Linked DNA regions of Ovis aries: region 2 is linked to region 1. The links are chromatin contacts, called in public Hi-C maps. All regions are on one chromosome and are shown on one strand. The core of a region is the stretch at or near the end of the contact, and the rest is flanking DNA. Distances in the headings are between cores, read along the strand shown.

Evidence for each region. Hi-C and Micro-C count contacts between places; a contact is called where the count stands out from the background.
Region 2: a contact with region 1 is called in a Hi-C map of hypothalamus, with 5 times the contacts expected there. The contact joins the promoter of PPFIBP2 here to the enhancer-like site in region 1. A contact is called at or near these places in 2 of 16 Hi-C or Micro-C datasets (hypothalamus and skin fibroblasts).

What each region holds. Positions count from the first base shown.
Region 1 is chr15:44,716,651-44,722,009 of ARS-UI_Ramb_v3.0, forward strand. PPFIBP2 (PPFIA binding protein 2) reads right to left here. Exons shown (of 26, transcript XM_042233096.1): 26 at 1-4,123. The coding sequence ends at 3,887. Among named protein-coding and RNA genes, the nearest start is that of OVCH2, 62 kb to the left of the region's middle. Within about 2 kb of position 2,766, at least 17 of the 54 cell types and tissues checked have an H3K27ac peak or open chromatin away from gene starts, as enhancers often do. A contact at or near this core is called in hypothalamus, where this site is marked.
Region 2 is chr15:44,872,469-44,877,238 of ARS-UI_Ramb_v3.0, forward strand. PPFIBP2 (PPFIA binding protein 2) reads right to left here and starts at 1,749. Exons shown (of 26, transcript XM_042233096.1): 1 at 1,582-1,749. It overlaps OLFML1 (olfactomedin like 1), which reads right to left. Exons shown (of 3, transcript XM_004016189.6): 3 at 3,547-4,770.

The sequences.
Region 1 (5,359 bases), core at 1,516-4,015:
TAGGCCACTGGGCAGGGTGTGGTCCTTGAGCTACTAAGCCAAGCTGTCAGCTGCCACCATCAACCATGTTTAAGCTCCTGAATGCTTCGGGGTATGGCTTCTGCAGTTAAGCCCCACTGGCTTCAGAAACAGCTGCTCTGGAGAGATCGGACCAGAGCCCTGGGCTTGGCGGCCTGACATGGGGCTCAGAACTCTTGCTCTTGTGGGAGAATCTCTCTAATATAATTATTCCCTAGTCTGGGTCGCCCGCCCTGGGGAGGTGGTATGGGATTTGACTGTACTGAAAGTCCATCCTTCCTACCTGTTTCGTCGTGGTTCCTTCTTGTCGTTAACTGTAGAAGATCTCTACGGTCTTTTTTTTATCGATGGTTGTTCTGCAGACAGTTGTGATTTTGGTGTGCCCGTGAGAGCAGGTGCACTCTGGATCTCGTTACTCTGCTATCTTGGCTGCTCTCCCCTCTGCTGAGTCAGAAATCCCGTGCAGATTTTGTTCCATGTCTTACAGACGTGGAAACTTAGACGTGAAGCTCTTGTCCCTAGGTCATTCAGCCAGTAGGTGGCAGAGCTGGGCTTTAAACTTGAGTTTAACTCCAAGTGGTTCACTTTTTGCAAAAACTGGCAGAGTAGCAGCATTGTTTGAACCTGGTGTCACTGGATTTCTTACGCACGTGTACATGTGGGTAGCGGGGCAGAGTGAGGGATACAGGAGAGAGAGAAAGAGGAAGACAGCTCGAGAGAATTCTCTGAAGTACAGTGGCGGCGTGACACAGGTCAGTCTCTCAGAGGGCCAGTGGGGGCTGGGGGAGATGGTGGCAGCTTAGCCTATTGAGCTCATCCTCAGTGAGGTCCCTACTCAGAGAAAGACACAGTGCCGGGCACTGCACGATGAGTAAGGTAGGTCCTCCCTTCAGATGTTTCTTTTAATCACAAATCATCCCATGCCTGTCCCCTGCTTTAAACCTCTCACTGCTTCCAGTAGTCCCTCCCTGGACACTGTTGTCTCCAAGGTCAATTCCAGGAGGCTGGCCTTTCTTGATCAGGGCTCCAGCTGACCTCACCAGATCCTTCCTTCCTTGGGCCTCCTTCTCTGGCTCAGTGGTCCTCAACTAGAGGGGAGCTATTGACATCTAGAGGGAGAGACCAAGGATGTTGCTAACCATCCTAGAGCACACGGGATGGCCCCAGCACAGTGACGTACCAGCCCCAAAAGACAGCAATGCAGGGGCCAAGAAGCTCCGCTCTTGTCATACCAACTTCAGGTACTTCCTTGGGCGTGCTGGGATGGTTCAGGTCCATCCGCCTGGAGTGCCTTTCCCCTCTGGCATACTTGGCCCTGACTCATCTTTCAAAATTCAAGTATCACCTCTTCCTTGGAGGCTTTTCAGTCCCCCTCCCCAGCCCTCCGTTAAAAATGACAATTTGCTCTTTGAGGCTGTAGACACTTCTACTGGAGCCTCTGTAATGCTCAGCACATGCTCTTGTCTGAAACAGACCTGTACTCCTACCCTGGACCATCCACACCCTCAGGCAAAGACCTTGGCATTCACCCCTGTATCCCCAGTGCTCCTTGGCCCAGAATGGAAGGTATTTAACCCACACATGTGAGGGAATGTGACGATGGAGAAGGGCCTTACTCTTGTCTGCAGGAGCCTGTCTGTAGCTGGTGCTCAGGTGAGCTTGTGCTGTGCATGGGTGCAGACAGGTGCCACACCACCTCAAGGAGAGCCAGGAGGTGCTCAGGTGAGACAGCACCCTGGGGTGGGGACCTCCAACCCTCAGTGAAAGCCTCCTCAAAGAGGCTGGGCTGATCTGAACCTCGGCAGACAGGATTCAGCCTCATGACAGGGAGGAGGAGAAAACTACATTCCGGTGAGGGAAAGGCAGGAGCACGGGCTCACGAATGCTGAAGATTCAGAGGGGCCTTGGGTGCCGAGGCTTTTGAAGGCTAACCTGTGGTGGTTGCGGCACTGAGTTCTTAGCAGGATGAAAACAGCGCTTTGGGGAGGCACCTCCAGGGATTGTACAGAGAACACCCAGAGGGGACCAAGTGGGAGACCCTCCCCACCCCGCCGCCCCCGAGGAAGTTAGAGAGATGAGGCCAGAGCTAGCACTGCCACAGGGAGGAGTTAGGGCCGTTGCTCAGGGGGGAAGGCTAGTTGGGAGGGTGAGGTGTGGCCGCTGAGCAGGCGCCTCTCCCTGAGGTAGGACATACCTGAGATGTCTTGCAATGGAAAGGGCCTTCCACTCGAGGGAGCTGTTTGATCAGATAAATTGCCTCTGAGGCTGACAAGGGAAAGGCCGCAGAGATGTCCGCTCAGGTGCTGGGAGGCCCCACAGCCCTGAGAACCTGAGACACCACTGCAGAAAAGGGCAGCCTTGTCAAGGGAGTCCATTCCTCCTTCCCTGCTGTCACTCCAGCCAGGTTCCTGGGAACGGAAATGCACTACAAGCTTTCATACGGAAGCAGCCCCGGAGGGGGCTTCCTATCCCTTCAGTCAGCTCAGAACATTCAGAATTTTTTTTTTCCAGCAAAGCTTTTGTGACTCACAGCCCTTCCCCTTTGGTGTAAGTGCCCCCGGCTGTTGCTAGGGATGGCCTGAGTCATTGAGTGTGTGTGGGCATCTCACTGCCCTCCCTGCAAAAGCACTCTACAGTCCACTTATAAAAGTATAAAAAGTACAAAAGCTGTGGTGGAGAGCACAGCACAGCTGAAAACCTGTGGGCCACCTTGTGGACATCTGTTCCACAGCCTCGCATTGTCCTGTCAGCACCCACGTCGGAGATGCCCTGGGGCCCAGTCTGGGCTCTGTGGGTGGCCGTGGGCGAGCTTCCCATCGAAGCGGACTCGGGCCCACACACGTGCCTCTCTGGGCTGCCAGCCACGAAGAGAGTCATCTCCAGTCCTCAGATCTGGGAGTGGCCAGGCGGGAGTCGGTCAGCAGCTGGTCCTGGCTCAGCATCGTCTGAAAGGACACAGCCGAAGGCCCTGCTCAACAGCATTCAACAGGTCAAGGCTGCCCTGCAGCTGCTCCATGGGGAGCAGCAGGGTCCTGGGTTGGCCCTGACACCAGCGCCCTGTAAGTTCATGGTGTCCCAGGGACACCAACACTGTCAACAGTAGATTGCTCCGACCTTTAAAGGTGCCAGCTCATGGCCACCAAAGGTCTGTCAGAAGTGAGAAGGACAAGGCTGGGTGGGTTCATTTCAGTGTGCGAGCCAAGAAAAAACAAATTGACAAAAGTGATCCTCTTTGGACTCAGGGAAAGTCCCCCAATCTTGTCTTGCCTTGGGTTCGGCCTTTATAATCTGCTCAATAAACCAGCAAAGGCCTCAGCGAGGTGGACGCTGTGGCCAGTGAGCTCATGCTGGGGCAGTCCAGAACTGACAGGCCCTGGGAGGCACCGGGCCTCACCAATGTGATTCTGCTCTCTGGCCTTTTTCCACCAGCTCTGGTCTGCCTGCCAGCCTGGCAAGGAGGATGTTATCAGCCCTGCTTGACAGACAGTGACTTGCCCAAGGTCGCAGACAGGGACAGTCAGTCTCCCTCCAGAGTGGCTCCTCCCCCTGGGTCTGAGCTGCTTCACATGGTGCAGTTCGTCCCAGCTGGACATGCCAGGATGGACTCGTGCCTGTGATGTCCGTAAAGTCAGAGGCGTGACAGGAAATGTGTGTCTCAAGGGCAGAGAGGGCAGAGCCCTGTCCATCAGGCAGGGGTGAGGCCTGGGCTTTGGGCTGACAAGGCAGGTGACCCAGAACTGCTGAGTATCTTGGTCTCCTCACCAGCCCCAGGCCTGGACAGAGGGCCTGCGACCTAGAACACTTTAGCTGGTTTTGGCTCAAGAGTAGCAGCAGGCCAGTGGAGAAGGCCTCTGGGCCTCTATCTGCCTCAGGGCTGGCTCATCTCCGGCACCAGCCCTCCGTCCCATCTGCTCTCCCCCAGCAGAAGCGCTGGTGCTACAGGCTCTGGATTAGACAGCGGGGCTAAGCCAGCCCCACACCAAACTCCCGGGGCCTCCCCAGCACGGGTCCTACTATAGAGAGAGGGCCAGAGTCCTACCGTGAGGCGGTGAATGTCTTGGGAGAGGAGCCCTATCTGCGTCACGGTGCCTTCCGAAGGTGCCATCTGTAAAATGGGCAGTGGCCTGGTCAGTGCTCATGGACTGAGCTCAGGATTTGCAGAGGTGGTTTGCAAGTCCTATCCTGCCTGGGCCTGCTCCCTGGGAGAGTGGGCAAGGAGTGGGCCAGGCCCTGGGGAGCGACATAGGGGTGAAGCACGCACTGCTCATCCCTGGGGAAAGGCAGAGCTTCCACTGTCCCACACCGTCACTTACACTGCCGCGGTCCCACTTCAGTGCCAGCTCTGAGGGGACACAGGAGCATGGAGAGTGGGATGAAGGCCTTTCTGATGCCGACCTCAGAAAGGACCAGCAGGACCTCAGACACTGATGCCCCAGTGTAGGCATAGCCAGGTATCCTCACTGCCAGGAACCTCCGGTCCCACCTGCTCAGGCAATGCCGGTCCGCTCCTCCTCCCCAAAACCTTTGTGGACATTGTAAATTTGCCCTTTGAGGGCATTGCATATAACCCATCATTTTACAGGTGGGAAAACTGGGCCCCACCAAGAGATACAGGACTTGCTTGAGGCCGCACAGAGTTAGTGACATCGCAGTCCCATGCAGGGTTTGAAAGCAGGCACATGCGGAGAGTCTCCCACCAGGACATGAGAGAGGAACAAGGGGTAAAGCCTGCCCTGACTACAGCTCCAAACCGCTGTGCCCAGCTCTCAGCCCCGGGGAGCACCTCTCGTCAGTAGTCCCGGCCCTGGGATCAAACAGCAGCTGTGCTAACAACTTGCAAGCCAGTGCCCACATTCCTTGCTAACTGGACTTCAAAGGAGGCTGGGAGGCCATGGCCTGAGGCTGCTGGTACTTTGCATCACCTCCATCTGGAACAGAACCAGAGTTCAAACTGGGCTTGTGAGGCCCTGCTGCGGCCACCAGTTATGAGGCTGCTGTCTGGATTCTGCAGACAAGGCCCAGGAGACCCAGTGGAGCCAAAAGCTGCACTGGGCCCAACTGGGATTTCATGAGCAGGAGCCCAGACTGGCGGGTGCATCCCTCCCCTGTCCTTGGCCAGACCAGGCCCAGCTAGAAGACCCACTTTCAGTCAGTCAGCCTCTAAAACAGGAAGCCAGGTCTCTTCCAGCTCCACCAAGGCAGAGCAACCCCTACACAGGCCCAGGGAGGGCAGTCACAGCGGAGCCCGCACAACACACGCAAGAAGAGAGGCTTGCCAGCAAGGCAGGCTGGTTTCCCCTCGCAAGAATGGAGACCAGCTTCAGGGTCTGCACAACAGCAG
Region 2 (4,770 bases), core at 499-2,998, 150 kb after region 1:
GGTCCCAGACTTTAAATTCAGACAACCATCAATCAATCTCCTGCTTAAAAGCCATTATTGAGGCTCATGATTTCAAAGCCCAGACTTCTCCACCTGGCCTTCATGGCCCGCTGGGAACAGGTTTCTTCCTCATCACCAGCTTTATTGTCTCTCACTTGCCACTGGAGTCAAGCTGAGCCACTTGCTACTTCTCAGGCTATGAAGTGCTTGCCTGCCTCTCACAGGGCAGGTGACACTCTACCTACCTCTGCCTGGAGAAATCCTTCAAGGTCCACCATGCACGTGTCACCCCCTTCCTGAAATTATCCCAGGTTTTACACAGTCAGATGAAAAATAAATTCCTACAACACTTTGCTCTTACCTCCTTCATACCATTTATTTCATTCTACTTGTCAGGCACCTGTGGCACATAGCTGACCCAGTAAAGAGACCATAATGCTGTTTATCTCTGTAGTAGCAATATGCTAATAACTGGCACATCACTGAATCTCAAGTAATACTAACAATAATGTATTATTAAGTAAAAATTATGAACGAGTGCAGTAAAAGTCCACCATTCCCCCTCATCTCCCACTTCAAAATCATCTAAATATAAGCAGATTACATACAGACTACCTAAGCCTCAAGTAAAAAAGAAAACCTCTAAATCAAGTATTTTTTCATGTAGTACAAATAACAAGCAAAGACTGAACAAACAGAAGATGAATTCTGTGTACAGCCAACTGCCTTTGTTGGGCATTAAACTTCATAGAATGCAACATAAAATTTGGTAACATTGCAGATTTGTAGTATAATTGATTAAGGTACTGGGAGAAAGATATGAGACAGGAAGTGAACTAAAATATACAAAGGGAGACAAACATCCAGCTGCTCTAAAAGTAAAAATGCTCTGGATTTGTCTTTTAAGAGGACTGACTAAATGCTGGCTAGAGTGCCTGTTTTGATCTTATGCGCACTTTGGAAGCCCTGGTCTTTAAATATATAATCTTATTTTCATCTGAGTAACAACTGAAGGTCTGGAGTCAGGATGTCATGAAGGAGAGGAACCCTCTTTCAAACAGAACCATCCCCGTTTTGCCGTCTATTGGGACGCTGTGGCTTGAGGTTTGGAAAAGCCTGTTGCATTTTTCCAATTACAATACAGAGTTGATTTCAGCTAAGGCGTTGTAGCTGGACGCACGCTCTGTGGAACATCGATTTGCTTGGGCAAAACGGACCGTAAGCTTCCCGACCACCTTGGGCTATCTCTCTAGACTACGCCGCTGCTCCAACCGACTGAGCAGAGCTCTGACACACTACACACAACTAGGATGACTGGCCACCCTGCGCATCTCTAGGGCCATCCCGGCACCTGTAGGGGCGCGGACAGTCCGTAGACTCCAGACAGGACTGGGAGGAGACACGAAGCAAATCCCCAGGAGTTATAGTCTCCTCGCAATCTGGCAAAAGAAGGGGAGGAGGGTCCCCGCCCTCGCGTCTGGGATACACTCGGGGATCTCAGTTCCTAAGCCAATTCCCCTGCGGGGGCTCCCAGTTCAGCCTGCGCAGTGGGCCCGGGGGGCGTGGGGAGAACCCACTGACCTGAGTTTGGGGCTCCTCTCCGGACAGCTCAGGTGTGCGGGCCTTTCACTTGTCCCCCCCACCTCCGAACATGAGAGCCGAGAAACGAACAGCAGGCCACTGACCCACCGACCAACTAACCGACCAACCAGCGGACCGACCGGCAGCGGCCGCGTCCGGAGCCCACGTGACGGGGGCGGGGACCCACGGCAGACTCGGGAGGCTAGTCCAGGAGCGCCGGCTCCCAGACCGCCCACCTTCCCCCGGGACCGCCCCTCCGCCACGCCCCCTCCCTCTAGGCTCCGTGGCAGCCCGCAGGGACCCAACCGCCACGAGTTCTAGTTCCTTAGCGACCTGCCTCGTCAACCCCGCCCCTTCGGACCTGCTCAGCCCCGGCCGGTCCAGCCCCAGCCCCGCCCAGCCCCAGCTCCAGCACCGCCTCCTAAGCCGACTTTACCGTTCCCCTAAGCCCCGCCTCTCTTCGGCGGCCACGCCCCCTAAGAGCCCCGCCCCTGCCCTTGTCACCTCCCTCTCCAGCACCCTTCCTGCCCCGGGTGATGCCTGGCGGTCCTCGGCTCCCTGTTCCCTGGGCTTCTCCAGACCTTGAGCACCGTTCCTTGGCCATAGGGAAGAAAAGCGAAAAGCAGAAAGGGAACTTGGGTCGAGAATTGCAAAAAGAGTTGTCATAGAAAGAATGTTTTAGAGGCAGTCCCAGAGCAGCAACCGTCGGGTGTGCGGACTTCTGGGCCCAAGCGATCTAGTTCAAATTGAGGTTGGCCTGATGGCAGTCTCATTTCTTGTCTCTGAGCGCCCCCAATTCGGAAGACTGAGTCACCCTAGGATCTGGCCGCTCTCGAACCCCGCGACCTGTAGTGGAGGTCCCTCTAGCGGTCAGCGTCAGTCAACGGCGCCGGCGCCCGTTCTTGTGAACAGCTGGGGACAAGTAGTCCTGTCCTGTGCCCAGCATTTAGGCGGGGGTTCCACAGGCACAACAAAAGCTTTGCTGAGCACAGGAATGGACTATAGGATCGGGGCAGGACTGGGCCTTTGGGGACCTAGTCCAAGGCCTTCTCCCGGTGTAGGGCATGAATCCCCTTTGGTGGTACTGCTAGATTGTTGCCCTGTCTGGGCCCCAAGACTTGGTTGCTCAGTTCAGCGGATTAAAATCCCTGTGGGCCTCAGATGGCATCGACACCAAGGACTCTGGCATAGTCCCCAGCTCTGGCAGGAGTCACTACCTCCCTAACCTCAGTTTTTATCTACATTTCTACAGGCTGGGTTGTTGATCAACTCCACAAGACACATTATTTTTTATATTATCCTGATGGTCTGAAATTACCAGTGTGCCCAGACTTGTACATGCAAACAAAACTTAAGCCACCCTGGCAAACATGAGACTCTGGTCACTGCAGGAACCTGGCCAGAGGCAGGCCAAGGGCAAAGCCAGCAGAGGAAGGCTGGGGCCCACAAGAGTTGTGTTACAACAGGACACTCTTCAGTTCTCTTTCACTTCCTTAAAATAGCTCAGAGGCTTTTATAGAGGCGGCTGCCATGGTTCACACGAGTTCATGGGTGTTTCCAGATCCCACATGTTATTGCCCTAGTGGACCTGCAGTCCTCAGAAAATGGTAGTCTGTTCTTTAGAACTATACATTACTTTTTAAAAATCATCTTTAAAAATGGTGTAAGTTACAGACATTGAAAATAAATTCTGGTTACCGAAAGGGAAAGGGGAGTGATGAATAAACTAGGAGTTTGGGATTAGCAGCTTCCCTGGTAGCTCAGAGTTTAAAGCATCTGCCTGCAATGCAGGAGACCTGGGTTCGATCCCTGGGTGGGGAAGATCCCCTGGAGAAGGAAACAGCAACCCACTCCAGTATTCTTCCCTGGAGAGTCCTATGGACGGAGGAGCCTGGTGGGCTTCAGTCCACGGGGTCGCAAAGAGTCGGACACGACTGAGCGACTTCACACACAGGTACACACTAATTTATATAATAAACAAGGATTTACTGTATAGCACAGGGGACTATATTCAATATTTTGTAATAACCTATAATTAAAAGAATGTGAAAAAGAATATACTGCATCACTTTGCTGTACACCTGAAACTAATACAACATTGTATATCAATTATACTTTAATTTTTTAAAAATGGTGTAAATAATTGACTTTCCTGCTTACTCACACTTTGGAACCATTTTAGGGGAGGGAACTTAAAAATTACAGCACTGTCTTGTCCCTCCTCCAGAGGCTCTGATTGAATGATCTGGGGGTATGGCTTGGCATCAGGATTTTTAAAAGCTCCTCAGGTAATTCTTAGGTGCAGTCAGGTTTAAGAACCACTGGTCTAGATCTTAGGAGCTTCAATCCTCAGTAAAATCCAACAAGAGACCAGAACTGAAAAGCTCATCTGAAAGAAGCCCAAGAAGTGTCCACAGACCTACATGTTTACCCCTGGCTCCCAGGAAACAAAGTGCCCTGTTAACGGGGGCTTCCAGGAGAAAATGTCTTAACCTAAAAAAGTGATTCTAGCTACAGAAATTTAAGGCATGAGAGTGTGATGTTAGTGGCAGGTGTGCCCTGCATAACTGTCAAAGCAAAGCATATCACACATGAATGGTAGACAGCACATCACAGGCAGCCTCTCTGCGCCTCCAAAGGAACCGTGTATGCAGGATTTATGAGTAATCCCACTCTGATTAATGCCCCTGCTACCCTCATCTGTGAGGCACATTCCTTTTCCCTGTGAAACAGGTAATGTTATTTTACCCATGAGGCAGCAAATGGCCCCCAGTCCATGGAATGGGTAATATCACCACATTTATTTATTCATACCTGCCTCATTCCACAATGGATTTGAGCTCTCTGTATCACTCTGTTAGAACTGTGGGTAACTGTGCTATGTCCATGGGGTTAGCAATTCCATTCTGCCAAACAGCTACTCAAATGCTATGGGAAAGAAAAAGAAAAAACAACCACCCCTCTCTTCACTGCCTATGGTCCCAGCCTGGGCTTGGCAGAGGTCGAAAACAGCTGCAAACACACAGAGCAAACCCTCTCATGTGACCAACCTGGGGAGACAGAGGCCCCAGCACATGACACAGACTGGCACCACAGCCTGCACTTGTGGCCCGAACCAGCCTGCAGTGAACAAATGTGTGGGAAAGAGTTTGAAGAAGCCCCTCCAGACAGGCCCAGGTGGTCTCTGTC